Linked DNA regions of Mus musculus: regions 1, 2 and 4 are each linked to region 3. Evidence: chromatin contacts called from public HiChIP or PLAC-seq and promoter capture Hi-C data. All regions are on one chromosome and are shown on one strand. The core of a region is the stretch at or near the end of the contact, and the rest is flanking DNA. Distances in the headings are between cores, read along the strand shown.

Region 1 (2,700 bases), core at 189-2,688, 1.8 Mb after region 3:
TCTTTATCAGACTTGCTGGACCACAGTCTATAAGCCATTCTTTTTACTTGGGGGAGGGGGGGTGTCAAAACAGGGTTTCTCTGGCTGTCTTGGAACTCAGTATGTAGATCAGGCTGGCCTCAAACTCGGAGATCTGCCTGCCTCTGCCTCTGCCTCTGGAGTGCTGGGATGAAAGGAATGCGCCACCACCGCACAGTGACTATAAGCCATTCTAATCTCATTTCTATAAAGATTCATTCTATGCTATGCTTCCCTAGAGAACCCTGACTAATATACTATACCAGATATCAAATGTGTTAAATATCTGACTCCTTTCCTTTTAACTAAGTACTATTGTTGCGGCCATTTGGAGTAAAAGAAACTGTGCCTTCGAAATTCATCCATCCAAAGTCACGAAACTCATATGAAATAGAGCCTAGATCCTAAGCCAGGTGAGTGGACTTACTTTTTGTTGTTGTTGTTTGTTTTTTGTTTTCTCGAGACAGGGGTTTTTTTGTGTGTGTAGGCCTGGCTGTCCTGGAACTCACTCTGAGACCAGGCTGGCCTCGAACTCAGAAATCTGCCTGCCTCTGCCTTCCAAGTGCTGGGATTAAAGGCATGAGTGGACTTACAAGTAAGCAAAAATAAAGGAGTGGTAGAAAGCTGTGCTAGATTGATATTTTCTGTGCGCTACATTCAGGATCAAGTGAAGAAAAACACCCCTCACAAATACTCCTAGTTTGTTACTGTGACTCTTGGCACATTCCCTCCCATCAGAGTTAGGGCCCAAGCTGGCTGCAACACTGGATGTCCAACATTTTACAGCAAGAGTCCTGGAATGGAGCCGGGTTCTAGGAATGTGCTCAGTGAATGAACGCACAAATGAATGAACTAGCAACCGAGTGAGTGACCCACGCGGCCCCACTCACCCTCGATAAGCCACTCGCAGTTGCCGTTGACGCTGTAGTTGCCCGCACCATCCGTCACGAAGCCTGGCGCCTCCCGTAGCACCTGCCGCTGCCCCTTGCAGTCACCAGCCAGGACCCTGAGGGACAGCGGTCCCAGCACTGCCAAGGCCAGTGCAAGGGCCAAGGCCAGAGCTCCACCCAAGGCCATCGCCGCCTTAGGCACTGGCCCTAAGGGACGGGAAGGGCCGTGAAGACCTGGAGAAGACCCTCTGGGAATGAGGCCCTGCAAGATGCAACCTTTACAGACGTAGCATGGCCTTGTAGTCCAAGGATGTACCAGCCACGCAGTCCGGGCCAAGGAAAGGGCCGCAGTTGATGCGCTCTTGAAACCGAGGGGCCGGCCCTATAGACCCATGGAAGGCCCTGGATATGAAGTCGTTATGGATAGGGCTGACCCCTAGGGACCGTAAGGGTCCCCTATAGACACGAGCCCCCATAGGGGCGCCGACTCCATAAACGGTATCCAGTGATTACATTCAGGCTGCTGCAAGGCCAAAACAGACCGTATAGACAGTCTTCCAGGGGCGATGTGCTCTACAGCCCAGCTGGGCGGTCCATGGAGCGTGCGGGGTGGAACTTGCCTGGCCCGGAGACTCCTGGGGAGACCCCTCCAGACGGGGGCGGGGCCTGCCTTCGGGGTCCCGGCCCGGATCTCCAGGGCTCACTCTAATGCCTACCCACCCGCTCCTCCCACTCGAGGCGAATGGGCTAGATCAGAGAGACCTGGAGACTCCCGGGCCAGAGCGGCCCGAGGAAGACCCGCTGAGAGGGCGAGGGGGCGGGAGCCGCGCAGCCTCTGAGGGGAGGACAGGCTAGGAGGAGGCGAGAAGAGGAAGAGCGGCGGGTCAGAGCGGCCCTGAGAGGACTAAGGAGCGCCTGGCTCCACCCCTTCTCGAGGAAGACTTCCGGAAACTTTCCTCCCATCTGTTCCCAGTCGCTTGCGCAGCGAGAATAGGAATTCAGCTCAGAGAATTACGCATGCGTATTGCTAAGAGTGTAACCCAAAATCGCGTTTTGTGCTAGTCATTGGCTGAGCAAAGCCTTTGCCACTGGAGGGCGCCTCTATCTCTGCTAGCGAAAGGAAAGGCAACATAAAGGAGCGGTAAAAAGCTGTGCTAGATGGTTATTTTCTGTGCTCTACATTCAGGATCAACATGAATATCAAGTTATGAAGGCAAGGGACTCCAGACCAAAATAGCATTTCCTAGATGGATACAGTGAGACCCGTATGACTTAAAGCACCATCAATACATAAAAGAAGCTGGAGAGGCGACTTAGTGGTTCAGAGCATGTTGCCCTTGCAGAAGACCCTGGTTCGATTCCCAGAACCCATATAGTGGAAATCCAACGCCTTCTTGTGGCCTTCTCCTACACAATGTGCGCGCATAGTACGCTGACATACATTCAGGAAACACGTCTTTTCCTTTTTTCAGCTAAGATGGAAAAGAAACCATGTTATAGATTAAAAACTCAACGAATCCTCTTTATTTTGGCAAGAAGAGAAAACGTCTTTCTGCCACAGACCATGTGATGGTCCTTGGCATTCAGATGGACGGACAAAGCACAGGTCCGAGGTCACAAACCCCAAGGAGGGTTTCAAAGTAGAGACCAACTTCACAATATCCGTCTCTAAACAGTGGCTCGAGGGTCGCAGGGTCCTGGAGGGTCGGGCAGGGTCCAGGCGGTCGTCACGGGTGTTCCGGAGTCCAGCAGGGTCAGAGGTCTCGAAGGGGGTCAGGGGGGCGGAGATCAC
Region 2 (2,700 bases), core at 119-2,618, 1.9 Mb after region 3:
AGGCTGCGAGTAAAGTAGAGCACAGACTCCGTTTCTGAGGCACGAGAGCTGACAGCATTTTGACCTCTGTCTCTGCGCCCCCCCCCCAGCCCCCAGTTTCCTACTTTGGTGCGACTTTTCCCGGGTATTAATTGATTAACAGGAGACTCGACATACTCAAGAAAGCTGAAACTCCTTCGTGTAGTCGGCTCCCTTCATTCAGATTATCTAGAATCCTGTAATCTAGGAAGAGGATAGACGCAAAAAATTGGGGGTTCAGGACAGAAATTCTCTCTTTTTTTAAATCCTGCAGCTCATCTTCTTGGTCCTAACCATATTGCTAGGGAAAAAGGTAGACTATCGGAAAACAAATGTTCTGAGGCATAGTCGGGACTGTTTACTGTACTAAATCCGTTGAGAATGTAAGGAGACGTTATTCTCTTCTCTATATGTGGTTGCTTGGGACTACTTTTTCTAGCACTCACTTATCGGTTTAGGTCTTAGACCTAGGGATCAGAGAAGACATTGTAACACATTATAGTCTCCCTTGGGAACAATTGTCCTTAACCTTTCACCTACACTCTCAGCCACAGTACTCCCTTTGGACTACAGCTCCCACGAAGCCCCAGAGCCTAGCTTCACGAAGAGTCAGAGTCTACTGTGGATTATTCCCAGCATGCTTCTGGTTGCTGGTAGCTCTCATCAGCCTCGTCAATGGTGAGGCAATATTGAACTTCATTTCCCAGAAGACACCAGGCTCATTGAAGCGACGCGCATAACTCTTGGTGTCGACTACATTTCCCGGAAGGAACTGCGACGCTGCTAGCTGGCCTGAGAGAGCGCGATGCCTATTCTACTTCCTATCAGTTCCTTCCAGTTACAGTATCTACTTAAGGTTTGAGGAGCATCTGAGACTTCATTTCCTATAGTGCTTTATCAACCATTCTACACCTGCAATGCGGTGAGGGCGTGGTGATGACTCCATTTCCCAGTGTGCTTCACAGCCAGAGTACTAAGTATTCACGGGTGCGGACTCGATTTCCCAGAATGCACGCGGTGCAGGAAGTCACCGATGGCCCACAGATTGGGTGGGTGGCTGGACTCCATTTCCCGGCGTGCATCATTCTTGGATGCTGCTCAGTATTGGAGTGGCTAAGATTTCGTTTCTGAGATACTCTAAGGGACTTGCTTTTTCCTCTGTGTAGTGAGTGTGTGGCTCTGACTGTGTTTTTCAAAGTGCTTCCAAGTTAGCTTTTGGCAGAGTCGGGTGACATTAGCCAGGACTCTATTTCCCGGTGTGCAGCGCGAGCCGTCACACCCCGCCCCCAGCAGTCAGCTACTCTGAGGGTTTGAGAACTCCATTTCCCAGAGTGCTGTGCGGGTCGAGGGTGGTGACAACGAAGCCGACGGCAGAGGGACTTCATCTCCCGGCGTGCCCCGCGGCGGGCGCTGGGCCGGAGCCGGAGCCCGAACGGCGCGGCCTGGAAGAGGCCGGAGCCCAGGGGAGGCGGCGGCAGAGGCAGCGGCGGGGGCAGCCCAGGCAGCCCGAGCCCCGCGGCCTGGGCCTGCGCTCGGCGCCATGAGCGGCGGCGGGCCTTCGGGAGGCGGCCCTGGGGGCTCGGGCCGGGCGCGGACCAGCTCGTTCGCGGAGCCAGGAGGCGGAGGCGGAGGTGGTGGCGGCGGCCCCGGGGGCTCGGCCTCTGGCCCAGGAGGCACTGGCGGCGGGAAAGCGTCAGTCGGGGCTATGGGTGGGGGCGTGGGAGCCTCGAGCTCCGGGGGTGGCCCCAGCGGCAGCGGCGGAGGAGGCAGCGGTGGCCCCGGCGCGGGCACTAGCTTCCCGCCGCCGGGAGTGAAGCTGGGCCGTGAGTACTTAGGGGCGCCCTGTGGGGTGGTGATCTGGGTTTCCCAAGCGCATCAAACGGCAACCAGATTCTTTCATGTACCCAGAGAGAAGCTCGAGGTCACCGTGCTGCTTTAAGCCAGGATCGGAGCTTTCTGTCTCCGAGATAAAGGAGTTTGAGGGTTTACCATCACTTGGAGTTTAGATTCAGAATTACCAACACCCAAGAAACAGAGGTCACAGGTCCTATTCTTCCAGTTATCAAGGTCTCGAGTACTTGACGACGTTGCCATCCACAGGAGACTAGGATCAGAGGTCATAGTTACTTGCCAATTTGATCTAGGATTGTTGTCCCCTAAGAGACAAGAATATGATTTCTGTCACTATCCTGTATGAAAAGGGGGCTATTCGTTTCCTTCCCATCAAAATTGGTGATTTGGATAGGATATCCTTTAGAAACACCGATTCAGAATTATTAATGTTTCCACAGAAAAGGGCCAGGTTTAAACCATACGGCCTGACATTATCACCTAACCCACTGAAAACGTTTAGACTTGTAGTCAGTCCTCGATGATGGCAGTAAATAATCACTATTGTTTATAGATAAGAATAGCTTGGGAATAAACACAGGCTTCTAAGAAAGCTCATTGTCAGTTTTCTTTTAAAACAAGGTGAGGGAGCAGGGTTCTTTAGCAAAAATGGAGTGGGGGGGCACAGGTCACACCTCTTATAAAATATGGTTTTGAAGTGGCTGGTACTGGCTCTGAAAAAATAAATAGCCATGTGGTAGTATTTTTCAAAATATCCCTCACTGTCCCCCTTGCAAATTGCCTTTGTTGGTAAGTTTCCTAAAGGGAGTGGGTCCCTAAGAGTGGCAACTA
Region 3 (2,700 bases), core at 108-2,607:
TGCCTCAGCCTCCCATGAGCTGGGATTACAATGTACCCATCCCAGGTTGTGTACATGCTTCATGGTAGTGGCAGTACACGATCCATCAAAGGTGGTGTGTGCAGCGATGACATCCCTGTGTGTGACATGTATGGGGCAGTATGACACTGTGGCATGTGAGTAGTCTCTGGCCTGGTGACTGTGTTGGTGAGGCTGCTGTTGTGTGCAACATCAAGACCGAGGACTTGGGAATCTAAGGGGGGGTCTTGAGTCTGTGCCTGGTTTGACTTAGTGTACACCACCTCATGTCTGCAAACTAGGACGGTGGCTCACTGTGTTCCTAAAAACACGTGCTCCTGAGGTTTGTGTGTGCACTGATGGAGATTTGTTTCTTTGTGTGTGTCTGTGTGCCTGCGAACACGAACATTCTTCGCCATGTGCCACTGTGGTTCTTGTGCAACCCGGACTCCTGGTCATACTTAATGTACCCTGATGTCTTTATAGCCATAGCCTTCTGGAGACAGGTGCAGCCCCCCTCAGGACAGCTTCAGCTGCTCTCACAAAATGTCAGCAAGTATCCAAGCCCACTTATTGCCCATTTGTTAGGCCCTGGAGTTGGTGGAAAGGGTCGGGCATTCAAATAACCCTATCCACACAGCCCTCCCCGGAATGGTGGTATAAATATTAAGAGTAGCTTAGTGGTAGAGCGCTTGCATCGCACATGTGAAGCTCTGGATTCAGTCTCCAGCACTACAGAAACAAAAAATCCGCTTGGGCTACAGAGGAGCTGGGTTTTGCAAATGTCTTCTTTGTGAGTCTGTCCCAGGTTGCTTTAATCTGACTCCCACAGTTGCCCTGAGGGAGCAGCGAGGAGCGGGTCATGCAAATAGTACACATTTGCTCATTTGTTCTACCCGGTTTCGCTTCTCTAAGGACGTCCCGTACTCACCGTTATTTTTTTTTAAGTGCTTATGTAAATTACTGACGTAGGAATTTACATACACTTTCCAACTAACTGCGCAGTCATTTCTCAATATACTCTTGGGCTGTGTGCAGGAGCGGCCCATGTAAATGAGACATTTGCATAGCAAATGCCAAGAACCCAGCTGACAAGTTCACTGACACTTTTGGCTCCGAGGGGTGGGCCTTTCTGTGTGAAACTGCTCTTTTGTACCCCTCTCCAAGGGGCCGTCTTGAGAACTCACAGAACGCCTTTTACTGAACCTGCGTGTCTGCTTTCGCGTGGAAGGGGAGGAGCACATAATGCAAATAAGCCTCGCGTCCCGGACCAGCTCACTTCTTGGGCAGTGCGTTCTAAGCCTCCTGTCAACGTGCGGTTCGCGCACGCGCAGTCTCCTCGGCCGGGCCGCTGTCACGTGCCCAGCGGGCGAGGCGGGGGCGGGGCGTCGCGGGCGGTGGGGGGCGGGGTATGGCGCGCTGCGAAGCGCAGGGCGGCTGGCACAAACGGCGGCGCCGAGGCCGGAGGAAAAAGCTCGGTGAGGAGGTCGCGCGAAGGGAAAGACCCGGGGAGGAGAAGGAGTCTGAGGCCCGGTGGCCGGGCGCGGGCGACGGGGCTGGAGGCGGGAGCGCGCGCGGGCGGCAGCGACCCCACGCTAGGGCGTTGGGGGTGGGGAAGGAAGCGCGCGCCCGGCGCGGTGGGGCGGACCATTGGGGGCCACGGGAGCGCGCAATAACCACCAAGGGGAGGGGCCGGGCCGAGGCGGCCCCGCCTCAGTCACCCGGGGCGTCCCGCGGCCCCTGGGTCCTGGCGGAGGGGGTTGGGAGGAAGGCAGTCGGGTCGGACTCTGCTCTCGGGCTCCCTTCCGTCAGTCCGTCCGTCTGGCAGGACCTCCCTTCCGGCTGGGTGTGTGTCGGGCCCCAGTAGGCTTCCTCCCGTAGGGCACAGGTCGACCCCACCGGCCCTCCCGCTCCCCTGCCGTCTTGTTTTTCTCCCTGTTCTCTTTGTCCCTGGACTCCCGGTTTTCCCCGCCTGCCCTGGCTCGTAATCTTCCACCCAGGCGATTAGGTTCCCGCGAATGTTGCGCGGTGGCATTGCCCGTTGGTTCCCCACAACCCTGACTTTACCCTAGATTCCACACTCCCGTTTTCTGTGTCTCCTCCCTCCTCATCTCTCTGAGTCTCTATAGAAACCTCAGGCAGGTACCTTGTATTTTCCACTTGCATCGTCGCTTTTCGTCCACAGATATCTGTCTCCCTATCACCTTCCTCTCTGGGCCGTCATGCAACGTTCTCTGCACTTTCTCTCTATTACTCTTTATGCCAGACATTCCCTCTCAAATTCCCAAGTTATATGCCCCATGTTGTCTCCCTGTGTGCGTGTGTGTTTGTTGTGGCCCAGTCTGTCATCTACTTCCTGCTGGTACCATCCCCACCCCTTCCCACCTGCTCGTCTCTTGACTTCTTTTAAGTTCTTCCTTTTCTCTTTTCCAGCCACCCCCATCAGTCCCTTCTCAAGCTCCTAGAGACAACTGTGGACTTGGGGACCAGCGAGCACCCCCAGAGCACTAGAGGAGCCCCTGCTGCCTGCCCTGCCTCACCCTGCCCCACACGAGGCCCAGCGGCCCCGGGCTGCATCAAGTGGAGGAGGAGGAGGCGGAGGAGGGTGGCACCATGGGCCCGGGCCGTGCCCTCCATGCCCGGGGGATGAAGACACTGCTGCCATGGACAGCCCGTGCCAGCCGCAGGCCCTGAATCAAGCTC
Region 4 (2,700 bases), core at 60-2,559, 1.4 Mb after region 3:
GATGGTGGTTATGGTTAGGACCGAGAGCGAGCAGCTGAGAGGCTTGGAGTTGATCATCAGAGAAGTGGGGAGTCTAGAGGACAGACATGGGGGGGAGGGCTGTCTCAGAAACATCCTCCTAGATCCCAACCAAGAGATGGATTGGAGGCAGGGGGATGGAAGGAGGAGTGGTGGATATGGAGAAGGGCAAAGGGAGAGAGAGAGAGAGAGATGCCAGGAGGTGACATGGGATTCTGTGGTGATCAAAAGCAGCTCAATGATTTGATCAAGAAGCAGCCTGACTAATGAAGAAGAGAACTGGGTACTAGGAGGCCATCTGAGCATGCCCTCTATGGCAAACACCTAGAGGCATAGAAGCAGACATGCAGCAGAGGCTTAATACTGGCTCCGGATCTGCCAGGGCTGGATACAAGAATCCTGAGGCAGAGGAACAACCAGCATGGGTAGCAAAAATCCCGGGCACCTCGTCATCTGGGCCACCCTGTGCAAGAAACTGCATGCACTTTGACCTAGATCATTCTCGCACTAGCCTGCTGCATTAGCAGGGGCTGTCCTCGTCCCCATCTTAAAGCTAGACACACTGAGGTACAGGAAGACAGGCATTTGCCCATTGCCCAAAGTCATGTGGCTGGGCTAGAGCTGGGGTTGTCACTTCAGTCTGCTGCCACCTCTGGATTCCTGTTTCTGTGTTCAAGTGGGCTTCGGTGGGTTTGAGTGTTGATGTGCCCTCAGTGAGTACCCTGATCCCCCATATGCCAGTCCCGCAGTGACCTTCCATTTGTAAGACTTCTCCCCAGGCAAGCTCCTGACCCGGCTCATCTGAGGGTATCTGTGGGCAGGCAGCATGCCATTGCATGTCTCTACCTGTCCCAGCTTCTGTGTCAATGCAGAGAGAGAGAGAGAGAGAGAGAGAGAGAGAGAGAGAGAGAGAGAGAGAGAGAGAGAGAGAGAGAGTCCTTGTTCAAGCTGCGAGTGTGAGGGGAATTGGAGGAGGCCTGGCAGGCTGGGCTGAGGGTGGGGGCCCAGAAAGGGGGGCTGGGGGGCGTCTTGGGCTGAGAGGAGTGGAAATTCTACAGGAATGTTTACCAGACCCTGAGAGTTCAGGGGGACACAGCGCCCATCCTCCTAACTCACCAGCCCAGGATCGGCCTCAGCCACCATGAGCCACCAAGGTCTCCTTCCTCCTCCCCAGCCTCTCTCCAAGGCGCCCAGGCTCCTTTAAGACAAGGCAGATCCCGTACTCTTCACTCCTAGTTAACCCCTCCAAGTCCCAGTGGCCCCAAGGCTGGGGCCCTAGTGGGCGGAGGCAGAGGGGGAGCCAGGGGCGGGGAAAGAAGTCTGGGAGTGAGAGAATGAGGCAGGGTAGCCGGGAAGGCGGCTAGCTGCGGAGGAGTTGAGCCAGCCGAGGGGCTCCCGCTGTGCCAGGCGGGCAGTGCCAAATCCCAGGAGCCCAGGGGTGGGGGGAGGGCCGGGGACAACCCGGCCCTGCCCCCTTTCCTAGCGAGGTGCCCATCAACTTCGGAAGAAAGTTTGGCATCAATCTGAGCTGTTGGTGTCTGGAGGATGGGCAGGGTCCCGCTGGCCTGGTGGTTGGCGCTGTGCTGCTGGGGGTGTGCAGCCCATAAGGGTGAGTGATGGGGTCTCACTGAGGCAGAGACGCCGGCTGATGCGATCCAGGGCAGGGGCAGTGAGGAGGTGGGGGCTGGCTGGCAGGTGTTATGGGTACTGGGCTGGCTTAGGGAGTTTCCTTGGGACGACAGAGTGCTGGCCTGGGCGCGCGCGGGGGGGGGGGCGGGGGGGGCGGCAGAAAGACACAGACTCAAAGAGCCTGGAGTTAGGGAAAGCAACTCAGAGAGGAATAGAAGGACAAGAAACAGTAACCGGGAGGACCAAAAGATGGACTGGGCAGAAAGACAGACAGGAGGAGTTGAGGGAGGGCTGGGGGGTTGAGGAATCTGTGTCCTGAGGAGAGGGACAGAGCTAGAGGGTCCAGATTACAGAAAGGGCTCTTTCCCCAACAAACACAGAGGAAGACTAGAGAAGGAGGGTTTGGGAGTCCTGGGCCCCCTTTGTCACTGCTGTCCCCCTCCACTTGTTCTTGCCCTGCTGGAGTGCTCTCTCTCTCTCTCTCTCTCTCTCTCTCTCTCTCTCTCCCCTCCCCTCCCCTCCCCTCCCCTCCCCTTTCCTTTCCTTCTCTGCTCCGTTTTCTTTTCCTCTATCTCCCAGTCCAGACTGTGAAGTCTCTAGAGACCAGAATGGCAAGGACCGGCCCTGCCAGGCAGTCCAGGGCGTGGGAGGCTGCCAGATCCCAGGCCTTCTTCCTAACAGACTGGACATGAGATGGAAGCCGGACCTCAATCCCCTGGGAAGACTCCTATCCTCTCCCATGCCTCCACCCCACCCCCCTCTGAGGTCACTCTACAACTATGTGGGGTCCTGGCAACCATGGGCAGATAGGGAAGGTGGACCAGAGGAGCAGCGAGCTGCGGGTTTCCTAACCATGCTCCTTACCATCTCCCTGACAGACACACAGACCGAGGCTGGCAGCCCGTTTGTGGGGAACCCAGGGAATATCACAGGTGCCAGAGGACTCACGGGGACACTTCGGTGTGAGCTCCAGGTTCAGGGGGAACCCCCTGAGGTGGTGTGGCTTCGAGATGGACAGATCCTAGAACTGGCTGATAACACCCAGACCCAGGT

The links. Promoter capture Hi-C pulls out the DNA fragments that hold promoters and counts their contacts. HiChIP or PLAC-seq counts read pairs in DNA pulled down with a chosen protein or histone mark.
Region 1: a contact with region 3 is called in a promoter capture Hi-C map of embryonic stem cells, with 2.7 times the contacts expected there. The contact joins the promoter of Megf8 here to the promoter of Egln2 in region 3. A contact is called at or near these places in 2 of 39 promoter capture datasets (cranial neural crest and embryonic stem cells).
Region 2: a contact with region 3 is called in a FOXA1 HiChIP or PLAC-seq map of pancreatic cancer cells. The contact joins the promoter of Gsk3a here to the promoter of Egln2 in region 3. A contact is called at or near these places in 5 of 39 promoter capture datasets (cranial neural crest, embryonic stem cells, liver and 1 more), 3 of 484 Hi-C or Micro-C datasets (B cells, CD4 T cells and myocytes) and 2 of 115 datasets of contacts at active chromatin or transcription factors (astrocytes and pancreatic cancer cells).
Region 4: a contact with region 3 is called in a FOXA1 HiChIP or PLAC-seq map of pancreatic cancer cells. The contact joins the promoter of Axl here to the promoter of Egln2 in region 3. A contact is called at or near these places in 6 of 39 promoter capture datasets (cranial neural crest, frontonasal cranial neural crest, hippocampal neurons and 3 more), 5 of 115 datasets of contacts at active chromatin or transcription factors (astrocytes, embryonic stem cells and pancreatic cancer cells) and 1 of 9 other capture datasets (embryonic stem cells).

Annotation. Positions count from the first base shown.
Region 1 is chr7:25,315,902-25,318,601 of GRCm38.p6, reverse strand. Megf8 (multiple EGF-like-domains 8) reads right to left here and starts at 1,438. Exons shown (of 41, transcript NM_001160400.1): 1 at 909-1,438. The coding sequence starts at 1,095. Tmem145 (transmembrane protein 145) reads right to left here. Exons shown (of 15, transcript NM_183311.2): 15 at 2,407-2,700.
Region 2 is chr7:25,236,519-25,239,218 of GRCm38.p6, reverse strand. It overlaps Gsk3a (glycogen synthase kinase 3 alpha), which reads left to right and starts at 1,368. Exons shown (of 11, transcript NM_001031667.1): 1 at 1,368-1,841. The coding sequence starts at 1,559.
Region 3 is chr7:27,165,459-27,168,158 of GRCm38.p6, reverse strand. It overlaps Egln2 (egl-9 family hypoxia-inducible factor 2), which reads left to right and starts at 1,357. Exons shown (of 6, transcript NM_053208.4): 1 at 1,357-1,475; 2 at 2,431-2,700. The coding sequence starts at 2,661.
Region 4 is chr7:25,787,342-25,790,041 of GRCm38.p6, reverse strand. Axl (AXL receptor tyrosine kinase) reads left to right here and starts at 1,309. Exons shown (of 20, transcript NM_009465.4): 1 at 1,309-1,627; 2 at 2,526-2,700. The coding sequence starts at 1,564.